Linked DNA regions of Sus scrofa: region 1 is linked to region 2. The links are chromatin contacts, called in public Hi-C maps. All regions are on one chromosome and are shown on one strand. Each heading gives the region's core, a stretch centred on a gene start, on an enhancer-like site or on the middle of the called end of the contact. The rest is flanking DNA. Distances are from core to core; before and after follow the strand shown.

Region 1 (3,021 bases), core at 476-2,975, 160 kb after region 2:
GAGGCCCTAAAAAAAAGACAAAAAAAAGTCTCTCTTGTGCTTGGAGGTAGACAGGTCCTAGGGAGTCAGGGTTCCCTAACAGGGGAGGAGCCGAGACAAGGCCAAGTTCACCCTGGTGATAAGCATGCCTTACTTTCCCCTGGCTGCCCAGAGTGTCCTTCAACACACACACACACACACACACACACACACACACACACACACATACTTTCCATTGACTGTGAGAGTCCAGAACAGTGGTGGTGACGCACCGCTCTCCCAGCCCCTCTTCTGGGCCCCAGCTGGCCCAGCCTCTCTGTGGCGCTCCCCACACTAAGCCGTAATTGCTGGTTCTCACAGGGACCATCTGGGGGCCTGGAAACACAGCCCTCCCCCAACTAAAAAAAAAAAATCTGTGACCGGCCAAAGGACGTGACGTCAGCTCCCAAAACCACAAAGCAAGAGTCGGCTTGATGCTGCCACAGTGGAAAGAAAGGCTGACACCGTTACCAGGCCTGGCCTCTCCTGCCTCCTCCATCCAATTCCCCAGCGCTGCACCACCCCAGGGGTTCGAAGGATGCTGAGCCAGGATGGGGGCAGCGGGGGGGAAGAGGTCATACGGGAAGCAGATCCAGGGACTCCCAGGAGAACTGGGCTGAGGGGGTGGGGGCAGGCAGTGTGGGTGGTGGGTGGTCCAGCCCCTGTCCTGGTGCCGGCCAGTCTGCCTGGAGAGCCAATGAACATGCTGGAGAAGGGCTGACAGTCCACAGCCCAGGACAATCCAGAGCCCAGGCATCAAGGATGTGCCAGGTACCCAGGGGCTCTCTCAGCCTTACCTTCATTCCACCTCACCCCCACCCTCTGGTCGCTCCTCCCCCCGAGGTCGAGTGAGGAAAGGGAGGCTCCAGAGGCTGAGCGAGGTACCGAGGCCCCCGGGGTTTGTTAGAGAGGCTGAGGTGCCAACCCAGCTGCCTGGCGAGCCCATGTGCTCTTCCCCTCCAAGGCTGAGCCCAAGGGACACCCACGGCCGGGGCAGGAGTTGGGAGAAGTGATGTTTCTCCAGAAAAACTTGTGCTGCCTCTCAGTGAGTCCTTTCTGTTGCAGCTCAGAGCTGGCCTCTGACCTATAAGAACCCATTCCGCACAGCGACCCTGGGAGGTGGGCGCCATCATTACTCCTGTGGCACGGTTTAAGGAAACAGGCACAGAGAGGGTAAGGGGCGGGCCGCAGGTCACACAGCTTTAAGTGGCAGAGTCATGATCTGAAGCCAGGCGGCCTGGCTCCAGAGCCGGCCGTCCCTCTTAGCCGTGCTGGGCCACCAAGGGCTCCCTGAGTCCCCAGGTGGCCTAGGTCCGTCCCTGGGACACCCCCCCTGGCAGTGCCGTTCTTGGCACTTGACAGACGATCTCACGGAGGCCTTCACTCCCGATGGCAGAGCAAGAATGGCCTTGGAGCCCACGCTCCGCTGGGAGGCAGGACCCGAGCCCGTCGGGGGGTGGGGTGGGGGGGAAGGATGCGCCCAGGCCGCGCGCCCCGCTGCGCCCCGAGGGGCTGCCGCTCACCTCGGGGAAGGCGCCTTCGGCGAAGACCATCAGCAGCGACGTCTTCCCGCAGCCGCCGTCGCCCACCAGGACCACCTTGACCTCCTCGCGCTCGGCCCGGGCCGCCTTCATCGCGGGGCAGCGGAGGGCCGGCGCCGAGAGCGGCGAGCTGGGGCCGGCGGGGCAGGAATGTGGAAGGGGCGGGGCGGCGGGAGGAAGTGCGGGCGGCGGCGGGCGGCCCAGGTGAGAGGCCCGGCCCCTCGGGTCCCAGGCCCCGGGCAGCCCCAGAGCCCCAGAGCCCCTACCGCCCCTGCTGTGTGCCAGCGCGGAGGCCACGGCGGGGGACCCGGCGCACGCCCATCTGATGGGAGGAAAGTAGCCGGGCAGCGATGCTGTGGAAGGGGAAGAGGGGGCTCTGGGCCCACTTCCCGGGGAGCAGGGAAGCGCGGATCAGCCCTGCTGGTCTACTAGCTCCGCAGGCCGCGCTGGGGCCCTACGGCCCAGTCTAGGTGGAGCAGCCAGCGGAGCTAGTGATTTTTGATTGACTGACTGAATGAATGAAGGTGCATCTGCTCCGCAGCTCTGGAGACAGAGCACAGCACAGTCCCCGTGGTGTTCCAGGGCATGCGGGGAGGGCACACCAGTATGGGTTAGTCACTGGCACTGCCACCCGCCCCCAGCCACACCAGGAAGTCTCACTACAGGTGGGTCTCACCTCTGCCGGGGCATGATCTGGGGAAAGCCATGGAACCTTCCATGTGTGCAGGGCTTAGAGCAGGTCTGGCTCACAGCTGGCGATGCCATGTGTGAGTGATTCTTAGGACTTAACCAACACTGGTGGCTCTGTGCCCAGGACCTGGGGACCCTGAACCATTGAAGTCCAAGTCTCCCACCGGGGTCTCTCCCACGGCCTAGAATGGGAGACAGGCTGGATGCCCGTGTGGTAAGGGCCCCGGTGGTGGTGGTGGGGACAGGCAGCAGACGGGAGTCGGGAAGCCGGGCTCCTCGCCAGGGCTGAAGGTGGTCAGGAAACCCTTCTGAGAAGAGGGCCCAGAGTCTTGAGGAAAATGTGAGACGTGGTGAGATGGGGGAAGGGAAGAGGGTTCCAAATGGAGGGAGAAACATGTGCAAGGTATGGGGCCATGAGGGGGCTGTGCAGAGGGGCAGGGCGCAGATCTTTCCTGCCATGATGGCTGAGGTTGGGTTAGGGTGAGGCTGAGGGTTAAACAGGGCCTTGATGGTGGAACCATCTAGATGCCAGGAATAAATGCAGAACTGCCCTGGGGACTTACTACCACCTGACCTCCTACCCCTGTTAGCAGCCTGGATTGAAATATCTATTTTAGGAGTTCCCGTCGTGGAGCAGCAGAAATGATCCAACTAGGAACCATGAGGTTGCGGGTTGGATCCCCGGCCTCGATCAGTGGGTTAAGGATCCGGCATTGCCATGACCTGAGGTGTAGGTTGCAGATGCAGCTTGGATCTGGCGTTGCTGTGGCTG
Region 2 (3,119 bases), core at 395-2,894:
ATTATGTGAACTACCGCGAGTTTTGGACAGGATCAAGCTAAAAGGAGAGGAGAAGAGGGAGAGCACGGACACGGACAAGAGGTTTTCAACACCTCAACAGCACCAGTGTGATCTGCATGGGTCTGGCGTTCCTGGGGCTGCCGGCCCCTCCAGCCTAAGCCGGGAGAGTGTGACGGAGGAGAGACACGCACTGGACACCACGAGGAGAACCTGGCCACGGACACAGGGCCGCTTTCTTCCCTGGGAGTTTGCTCAGAACCAGGCACTGCTGGGGATCATGGATGGGGAGGGGGGCCCCAGGGCCCAGTGCAGATGACGGCTGCGCAGACACCCCAAACTGAGAGCCTGGCCTCCCGGCAGGCGAGCGGGCAGGCAGGTGGGAGAGCAAGCGAGCAGGCACCGTGACAACACACAGCCTGTGCTTTCCCCTTGCATCAATCTGCCACTCCCTTCTCCTTAGGAGGGAGAGGAGCGGGCAGGGAAGCCTGGTGTCCACCACCCTCTCTGCCCCGCCTGTCAGGGAAGGGCTCAAGGGGCAGGAGAGCAGAGAGGGAGTGTGACACTGGCCCCAGAGCCTGTGCAGGAGCGGAGAGAGACCTCTCCCGGCGGGGGGTCAGGGAAGATCGGGTTCCTGCTCAGTCTGGGCTGGGTGTGTCTTAGCTGATCTTCTGTATCAGCTTCTCGTCAGACAGGCAGTAGAGACTGTTGATGGATAAGTCTGAGATGAAGTGCTCGCAGGCTTTTCGAGTGATCTGCTTGCATCCTCGAAGGTCAATCAAGGTGACGTTGGCGATGCGCCGTAGGTAGATCAGGGTCTGGTCTGTCAATTTATTGCAACCTGTGGGGAAAGTGACCACAAGGACAATGCTACGTGCACACAGCCATGGGAGCCTACTTCTGATGCTCAATTTCCCGGCCCTTGCCCTCAAAATGCTAAAACAAAAGCCCCCTTTCCCCCACACCTGGCCCAGAGACCAGAAGTGCCGCTGGCGCCGAGGCCTCTGAAGGTCCCCTGCCACTGCACTCCCTGCCCCAGAAGGCTGACCACACTGAGACTGGGGGTGCCTGTGCTCGCAGGCACCGGACAACTGCTCGAGGCCTTGGCCCCCATCAGTGAAAAAGGGGAAAGAACTCTGTCCTTGTCCAGGTGTGAGGAAACAAACAAACATGGTTTAGTCCACGGGCCCATGTTCTTTCTGGTCTACTGGCCAAGCGCCCAGGTGGGCGGAGCTTCCAGGAGGTGGGGGCACTGTCTGTCATCAAAGGTCGCAGCGGCATACCTGCCATGTTGAGCTCTGTGAGGGAGTAACGAGTGGAAGACCCGACAGCAGTGAGCAGATTGGAGGACTGATCCGTCAGGTGGCTGCAGTGACTGAGGTCGAGTCGAGACAGGAGGGGCATGTGGCGAATGATGAGGCGAAGCGTGGCATCCGTGATGTCGAGGCCTGCCAGCCGGAAGTCAGTCATGTTCCGGAGCTTGCTACGATTGTCCTGACCTGCACAGGCAAGCCAAGGGCCCAGGTCAAAGCTCTGAATGCTAGTCCAGCTCCAAACTCTTTGCTGGCCAGGCCCCCCTGCAGGGGTTAAGAAGCAGAACTGCCCACACCCAGCCCAGCCTTCAGGGAGGGAGCAGTGTGTGGGGCGGTTTCTAGGAAACCAGACACGTTTTCCTTCTCCCCAGCTGCTGGACTGGGCCTCGCTTACACAGCAAAGGGCTATGTGAGGAATGCTCCTCCCCTCCCACACTCCACACTCCCACACTTCACGAGACCATCATGGAAAGGGCTTTCAGTGCTCCACCTCAACCACGAAGCCGTCCCAGATTTCCTCAGGCTTATATTCTCTGGGCCCCAAACTCCACAGACCCACACAAATGGATCTACTCCTCTGCTTGAGGGTAGTTATCCGCCTGTAAGTAGTTAATCTGTGCGTGGACACAGTTCATCCTTCTGTTTTCAAGGTGCACTCCTCTACTCTGCAACGGCATCATCTCTGAGACCTCAGCTTCTGGGGAATGAAATCTATTGAAAGACCAAGCTCCCCCAGGAGGAGCACAAAGAAGTCAGGCCCAGAGCATACCTGGCTTATCAGCCGGTGGAGTCAGCAAGTCCCGAATTTGAGGGTCCTTGATTCCTACTGCCCACCGAAGATCAAGGGTCCTGAGAAGGGGGCAGCTGGAGGTGCTGAGGGCAGAGACTGCAGACCAGGAACAGCCTGCTAGGAGGAGGTCTTTCAGCCCTGTGACGGAAGGAAAGAGACACGCAATAATACACTCTCTGGGCCCATGCAAAGCCTCAGCTACCAGCTGAGCTGACCCAAGTGAATAGGCTCCAGTCTACTGGAGAGAGGACCATGTCCTAACCGTATTCCAGTAATCCAGCTCAAAAATTCCTCCTATGTTACATCTAATTCTGGTGGTAAATTGACTGCTTAGTTCCTATCAGACCAATATAGGTGTGAGTGACTTCCTTTTCTTGCAAGATCCCAAAACGCTAGAGGGAACCAGGTCTTATAAGGGGTTAATCAAGGCAACATCTTCCTCAAATTTCCTCTTCAGAGGCTATGCTGACCTGCAGGGCTGACAGGAGCACCTGATCTCATTCTCTTCACTGTCCAGTGTAGAGACTGGCCTGCCAGTCTCCAGGGGCACCTTGGGGAGTGGCAGTTAAGATGGGCCTGGGTAAATCTCTTGCTAAGCAGAAAGACAACAATGGCACAGACTGCTGCCCTAAAGCAATTCTAAGAAGCTTTCCCTGCCAGCGCCCCCAGTTCCTGGAAGGACAGCGCAGGGCTGCTCACCTGGCAGCCTGTTGACGAGCCACGTCAGTTGTTTTTTGGAGATGTTGGTCCAACTGAGGTCGAGGCTGACTGGCTGCCTCTTGATGATGCCACTGAGAGCCTGGGGTACAATAGCCTTACATCTACTCAAGTCAATTTTTGTCCAAAGTCTCTTGTCACAGCACCTGTGAGAGAAGGAAAGAGAACTTGCTGTCAAGACCTGATATCCCTTGGCAGAGGAACTTCCATCACAGGCTGCTGGAGGCCTCTGGGAAAAGCAGAGCAGCTTGAAGTCATCCTCCCTAGATTCTTCTACATGCATACAAGGATCTCACCTTGTC

Evidence for each region. Hi-C and Micro-C count contacts between places; a contact is called where the count stands out from the background.
Region 1: a contact with region 2 is called in a Hi-C map of liver, with 3 times the contacts expected there. The contact joins the promoter of RHOD here to the enhancer-like site in region 2. A contact is called at or near these places in 3 of 5 promoter capture datasets (fetal skeletal muscle and liver), 3 of 47 Hi-C or Micro-C datasets (embryonic fibroblasts, epiblast stem cells and liver) and 2 of 2 datasets of contacts at active chromatin or transcription factors (alveolar macrophages and skeletal muscle).

Annotation. Positions count from the first base shown.
Region 1 is chr2:5,402,489-5,405,509 of Sscrofa11.1, forward strand. It overlaps RHOD (rho-related GTP-binding protein RhoD), which reads right to left and starts at 1,726. Exons shown (of 5, transcript XM_003353748.5): 1 at 1,542-1,726. The coding sequence starts at 1,652.
Region 2 is chr2:5,240,952-5,244,070 of Sscrofa11.1, forward strand. It overlaps KDM2A (lysine demethylase 2A), which reads right to left. Exons shown (of 20, transcript NM_001160090.1): 17 at 2,800-2,963; 18 at 2,080-2,238; 19 at 1,281-1,496; 20 at 1-838. The coding sequence ends at 657. Among named protein-coding and RNA genes, the nearest start is that of GRK2, 15 kb to the left of the region's middle. Within about 2 kb of position 1,645, at least 15 of the 83 cell types and tissues checked have an H3K27ac peak or open chromatin away from gene starts, as enhancers often do. A contact at or near this core is called in embryonic fibroblasts, fetal skeletal muscle and liver, where this site is marked.